Regions from separate parts of the Gossypium arboreum genome. Here region 1 is linked to region 2. A link is a contact called in public Hi-C data. All regions are on one chromosome and are shown on one strand. Each heading gives the region's core, a stretch centred on a gene start, on an enhancer-like site or on the middle of the called end of the contact. The rest is flanking DNA. Distances are from core to core; before and after follow the strand shown.

Region 1 (2,870 bases), core at 237-2,736, 360 kb after region 2:
ACTTCTTCACATGAAGGCTCAGTTATCCACTATGATTCGAACTTGAATAGATTTCCCCCATATTGTTTTACTTTTGACCTTGTTTGGATTAAAATTGGGCAATAATCAGAGAAAAAATGTGGTGGATGTTGTACCAAATAATAAAAAAATAAATTCAGCCATTCCGAATTTGCTACTCTCCTATTGAGCTGATCCCTTATGTTTGTATCCGCAAAATTACCTTTTTCCCAAGTAAATTTTTGTCCACTATATCCCATATCTGCTAGATCGCATTCTTCCAGGGTTTTTCGAAATTCCTCCATCTGCCTTTCGTCTCTTATTGCCCCTCCCATTTTCTCGTGTGCATACATGATCTCATTGAAGTCTCCACAGACACACCACGGTATTAAGCAATTGTTCCTTAGTCGGTGAAGTAGATTCCATGACTCTTGCTTGTTTGAATGACTGGGATTGCCATAAAATCTAGTGAATTGCCACGTATATGGATTATCTTCTTCATTAATTTCCACATCAATATGATTTTTTGAATAGCTACAGACATGAACTAGATTGTTTCCATTCCATGCAAGACTTAACCCACCTTGCGAACCATTACCTGGAATATCCATCCCATTAAGAAAACCACACCGTTTTCGAAGACGTTCCATTCGGATACAATCTAATTTTGTCTCCATTAAGAAGACCATTTGGGTTTTATATATCTTCAACGTGTGTTGAAGCCTTCGAAAAGCTTGAGGATTCCCCAAACCTCTGGCATTCTAGCATAGAATTTTCATTGGTTTCGGTTAGCTGGCCATTTGCCAGCCGCTGATATAATTTGTGAAAAAACATCTTCATCCTCTATAGACCTCATCATCTCCATTATTGTACTACCATCCAAATTTCCCTCATCAGTTCTTGGTTTTTTGTTATGTTTTCAGCTAATGGTCCAAAATCGGACGCTTCCTCTTGATTTAGTTTTCGTTTACCTATTGTAAGCTCAGTCATATTTGAGTCGCTATTTCCCTTACGGTTTAATCGGCGCCAGCTTCTTTTTTTGTGGCCCAATTGAAATATTTCTTTTGGATTAATGGGCCCTTTATCCTCAGATTTTTTTTATCATTTTCCGTAGCACAATACCAATTTATGATGGCCTGCTCCACCTCTAGGTCCCACTAATTAGAGTTTGCATTTAAAGTATCTGTTGTAGGGCACCAATTCTTTTTGGACTCTTCTTCCTCTTTTGTAGCCAAAACTTAGGGAGAAAAATTAGAATCTCTTTCTTCGGAATTTTCCTGTATTTTCTCCGTTTCCCACTTCCCGGAGTTCTTTATCGATCTAACTTCACTCTCCGGCCGACGATATGGAATAGACTTTTCTGGCAAAAGAGCATCTTCTTTTTTCCCCAGTTCCTCTCCCGCGTAAAAACATTGCTTCATTGATTTTTTCTGTATTGATCCAAAAATTAGACATTCTTTCCCTACCATGGAAGATTTTGCCTTAAGTGCTATTGAGAAAGGATGCTCATCATCTACCTTTATACGATCTTCCGGGCTTGTTTCCGAACATTCCTTAATCTCATTGCCCATTCTTCCGCAACCAAAATAGAAAGTTAGGAGATTTTCATATTTAAAGGATATCCATATTTTCATCCATATTTTCTCTTTCTCATTCGGAGAAACAAAGACACCCTTTCTTAATTATTTTTGAACATCTAGGTTAACTTTGATTCAACAGAATTCCCCTTTTATATCAGATCTAATAACTCCCCCAAAAGTAGATCCAATTGCATGCATCAAATCCTTTTTGTCACATTCTGGTGGACACGGGCCAACTTTCATCCAAAACAGGGAGAAGGTTAGTTGATTCTTGTTTCTCTCCAGAGGTTGCGTCAGTCTATCAAAAATGATTAATTGTTTTCGAATTAGCCATGGATGCCTTTCCAAGATCTGTTCCAAGTCCTCCTCATCTTTAAAAGAGATCGTAAACAGATTTTGCCCTGCGATAAGAATCTCGAACTTCTTTTTTGTTTTCCATATGCTTCGTAATTGTGCTCGCAAGCTATCTGGATTATATGTTTTCTTTGTACAAATAGAGCAGATCAGCGTCAGATTTTCTGATGGAGTTACTAATGAATTTTTCACCGTTAGTTGGATTAACTCCTCCTCAAGGAGAGCAATTTCGTTTTTTTCGTCCTTCGATTCGAAGACACCGCTCATCTTCTTCCCAACCACAGTACTCGCTGTTTCTTCGGGAAGTTCAATGAGAGCACTCTTGACTCCTTTTTTCTATTGAGTTTTTTAAAGTTCAGACTGTTTTTAGAATCTTAGAAATCTGAAAAAGTGGTCGTAATAAGATTACACTCTATATTATAGCATTTCGATATTGTTTAAGAATATAAGATTACTAAATAATCGGAATATTGAGAATTCAAACATTCTAATCTTATTTCGAAATATTACACTATAAGTTGTATGTAATATTCGATCAACGAGACCCCCTAAATGTTACAATAAATCCTATTTTATTTTCATGTTTTAACACTAGCCACTCTTCTCATATTTCTTTCTTCCCTCTTTGCTCATTTCTATTTGCACGTTGTTTTGCTATTTTCATTGTTGTTTGCTTACAAACAATAGTAAAAACATTTGAATTAAAGAAAATAATTATTTAAATAAATAATAAATAATTACATCAATAATAAAAATATCATGATATATTATTTAATTAGTAAAATTACAATTTAACCTATTTTTAAAATTTTTATGAAAATGAAATAATTTAAACTTCAATTATGTACCATTCTTTTCCTAGTATCCTTAATAATTATTTTTTATTCTCACATGCCCATTATAAAAGTAATTAAATCTAATCACATATTTTACAACTGA
Region 2 (3,038 bases), core at 311-2,810:
AAAGGTACCTTTAATGTAAGATTGCAATCGATGAGTTCGAAGAATAAGAACATGTTTCTAGGCTAAATAATTGATCTCATTGACCAACAAAAAAAAAAAAGAAAAAACTTTGTTGTCGATAGAATAGTGGCAGATCCGGAAGCCATTGCAATACTGGTGGTAAAAGCAATAGGGCTGTCATGTTGTGATGTTACAATTTGCGCCATGAGAACAAGAAAAGTGATTCAATTAATATGAAAAATGAATTAAATAACAACAATCAAATACTCTAATACCACAACAGTAAAACTCTAACTGATGAACAATGATCAAACATAAAAACAAAGAACAATGAAAAGCAGAAAAGTTAAAGAAGAAAGAAAGCTTTTGAGATAAAACTCATTTTCAATCATTATAAGTAGTAGAATGCATACATTCAGTGTTTATATACTAATTAATCAACTATTGTTAACAATTTATTAACAGATTAATAAATACTGTTAATACTTGCAAACAACTCAATCTGTTAGGTGTTAATAGTTAATAGCTAACAGCCTAACAAACTATTCCAACGCACATTTAGCACATGCTCAATTATCCCAATACAAACACAATTATAATTTAGTACAAGGCGAACTCATTTGTGTTCTCTGGTCACTTTTGCAAATCAATAATAAATAATGGCAGTCTTAAGACCAAAGACATAAACAACTATTCTTCCTCACTTTCTTTTTTATTTTTACTCTATTTTCTTCATTAGTTTGAGCTCATATTTTTCTAATGTGTAATGACTTAAACATCAGAGAGCATTCCAAAGCACAAACTCTCATATCTCTAGCTCACCTTCACCTTACAATAACTACCGAGCATTCAAGCTCATTTCGTTGCCCTTGAAGAAAATATCTCAAACCAATACATCATCAATCATGTATAAACAAGAAGCCTCATTATGAACTGAGCAAAAATCATGGCTCAACCTCCTTAGCACTTCAAGTTAGGGATAAGCAAAAATCTAATTAGTTAATCAATTTAATGGAAAAAGTCGATTTTCAATTTATTCAGTCAAGGTAATGGGTTTGATGATTTATTCAAGTCTAATTTTGGGCTTCCAAACTAAATTAATAGACCGAATACCCATATTAATTCCAAAATCCAATTAATTAATTCAATACAATTTTTTTTTTCTGTTTTATAAATAAATAAGTAGAAAAATTAAATACCGCCAAAATTGACCAAATTAAACTGAAGAAGTTTGTTTGATTATTTTGATTTTTTTTTTTTCATATAGAGTCGATTGTTTCAATAATTTTAATAAGTTTATTATTAACATAATAATGTTTTATATGATTCAAGTTAATTTTTGTCTAAAAATCATATTACGGAGCTCCTTTTCGACAAAATCATTTACCCTTTTCAACAATTTCTAGAAAGAAAAGTTTATTTCTATTGAGCGATTTATTTTCGTGAGACAAACATAAAAAGAAAAAAAGGAAAAACATTTTTTTCCAAGTCATGTTCTGCAATGCATCCAACATTGATGGGTTTGGGTTGGGTAATGGATATTTGCCACTTAACTCTTTACTTCCCTTCAAGCAAAAGCTTAAGCAATACAAGATCCATAGGGTTATCTTTCAGAATGGTTAGAAGTGGCCCAAAAATACCCATTACGAAAATGGGTACTAAAACTCATAGATCAAAATGATATTATCTTGAAAGAAGAAAAGCGGTTAATGTCAATTAATTACTCCACCTCCTTCACTCAAAAACACTCATTTGATGGAATTTTATTAAAATAATATTTTTTTACTAAAGTAATATAGATTCAATTTTATTTATTAAAATAATATAAATTGAATAATAAAAAGAACTTTTCGTTTTCCATACCCTAAATTGACACAGTTGGTGGCAATTGGAGAGAGCACAGAAAATGGAGCCATGTGTGCGAGAACACAACCAACCCAACATAAACCTCAACCCTATTTACTACTTCCACCCTAAATCACTATATAAACCTCCCAAACCCAAACTCATCTCACACAACTCCTACATTAAAAAGTTGTGGAAAAATATTTCCAATTGATTTTAGTTTTTGAACTTTTTTTTTAAAAAAAATTATAAATCTAATTCAACCTATTTTGAACTTTTTATCCTAGTTAATATATTAATAAAATTTTATATTTATTTTTTACAAAGTGTCTTGTCGGATTGCTCAAGTAAACATACTTATCACTTACCATCCTATAATGTCAGGTTATTAAGGTAAAAAAAAATTTACTTTGATGCGTCTAGTACATGTCCTCAATTATGACATGATAAGTGAACTTAATCTATGCCCTTGATTTTCGCTAATGCCTAAATTTGTGACATATCACTTTAACTACATAAAGGAACATATCTTCAACATGATATGTTTAAGTTATCAAGATTTGCATACATCCTTCTTGGGAATAGAAGAGTTCAATAAAATGAGTTATTGAGTATTTTCATTAAGACTGCCGAAAATGATTGATATTTAGATTTGGATAAAAAAAATGAGTTGATATCTTAGAAAATAGTTCATAATTGATTGAATCAATTTTACATTTTTTAAAATTTTAAAATTATTTATTTAATTAAAATCGGATGAATTAATTTTTATTGGAGTTGTGTGAGATGAGTTTAGCTTTTTAGGGATTTATATAGTAATTTAGGATGGGGCATTAAATAAGGTTGAGTGGGATTTAATATTGAGTTGGATTGAGGTTGTGGGTTTTGGAAACAGAAGGTGATGTTGATATAGAACTCAATTTTCTCTGTCATTCTCCCAAATCGTCATTGTGTTGATTTGAAGTATGGGAACACTATATTATATTTTTATAAATAAAATTAGATTTATATTATTTTAGTAAAAATCCTTTCATTTGATCACTTTTATTAGCATTAATGACATTGTTTTCGAGTTTTTTTATTAAAATAACTCATCAAATTTAATTAAATATTAAAATGACTTATTTTTTTAATAAAACACCAAAATGACCTGAAATCCACAGTAAAAGTTGGTGGAGCCAAATTATATGGCG

Evidence for each region. A called contact is a pair of places that touch in the nucleus more often than the background predicts.
Region 1: a contact with region 2 is called in a Hi-C map of leaf, with 2.8 times the contacts expected there. The contact joins two enhancer-like sites. A contact is called at or near these places in 2 of 5 Hi-C or Micro-C datasets (both in leaf).

The regions. Positions count from the first base shown.
Region 1 is chr8:29,146,180-29,149,049 of ASM2569848v2, forward strand. No RefSeq gene overlaps it. Among protein-coding and RNA genes, the nearest start is that of LOC128296415, 9.6 kb to the right of the region's middle. Within about 2 kb of position 1,487, at least 2 of the 2 cell types and tissues checked have an H3K27ac peak or open chromatin away from gene starts, as enhancers often do. A contact at or near this core is called in leaf, where this site is marked.
Region 2 is chr8:28,782,996-28,786,033 of ASM2569848v2, forward strand. No RefSeq gene overlaps it. Among protein-coding and RNA genes, the nearest start is that of LOC128279961, 16 kb to the left of the region's middle. Within about 2 kb of position 1,561, at least 1 of the 2 cell types and tissues checked has an H3K27ac peak or open chromatin away from gene starts, as enhancers often do. A contact at or near this core is called in leaf, where this site is marked.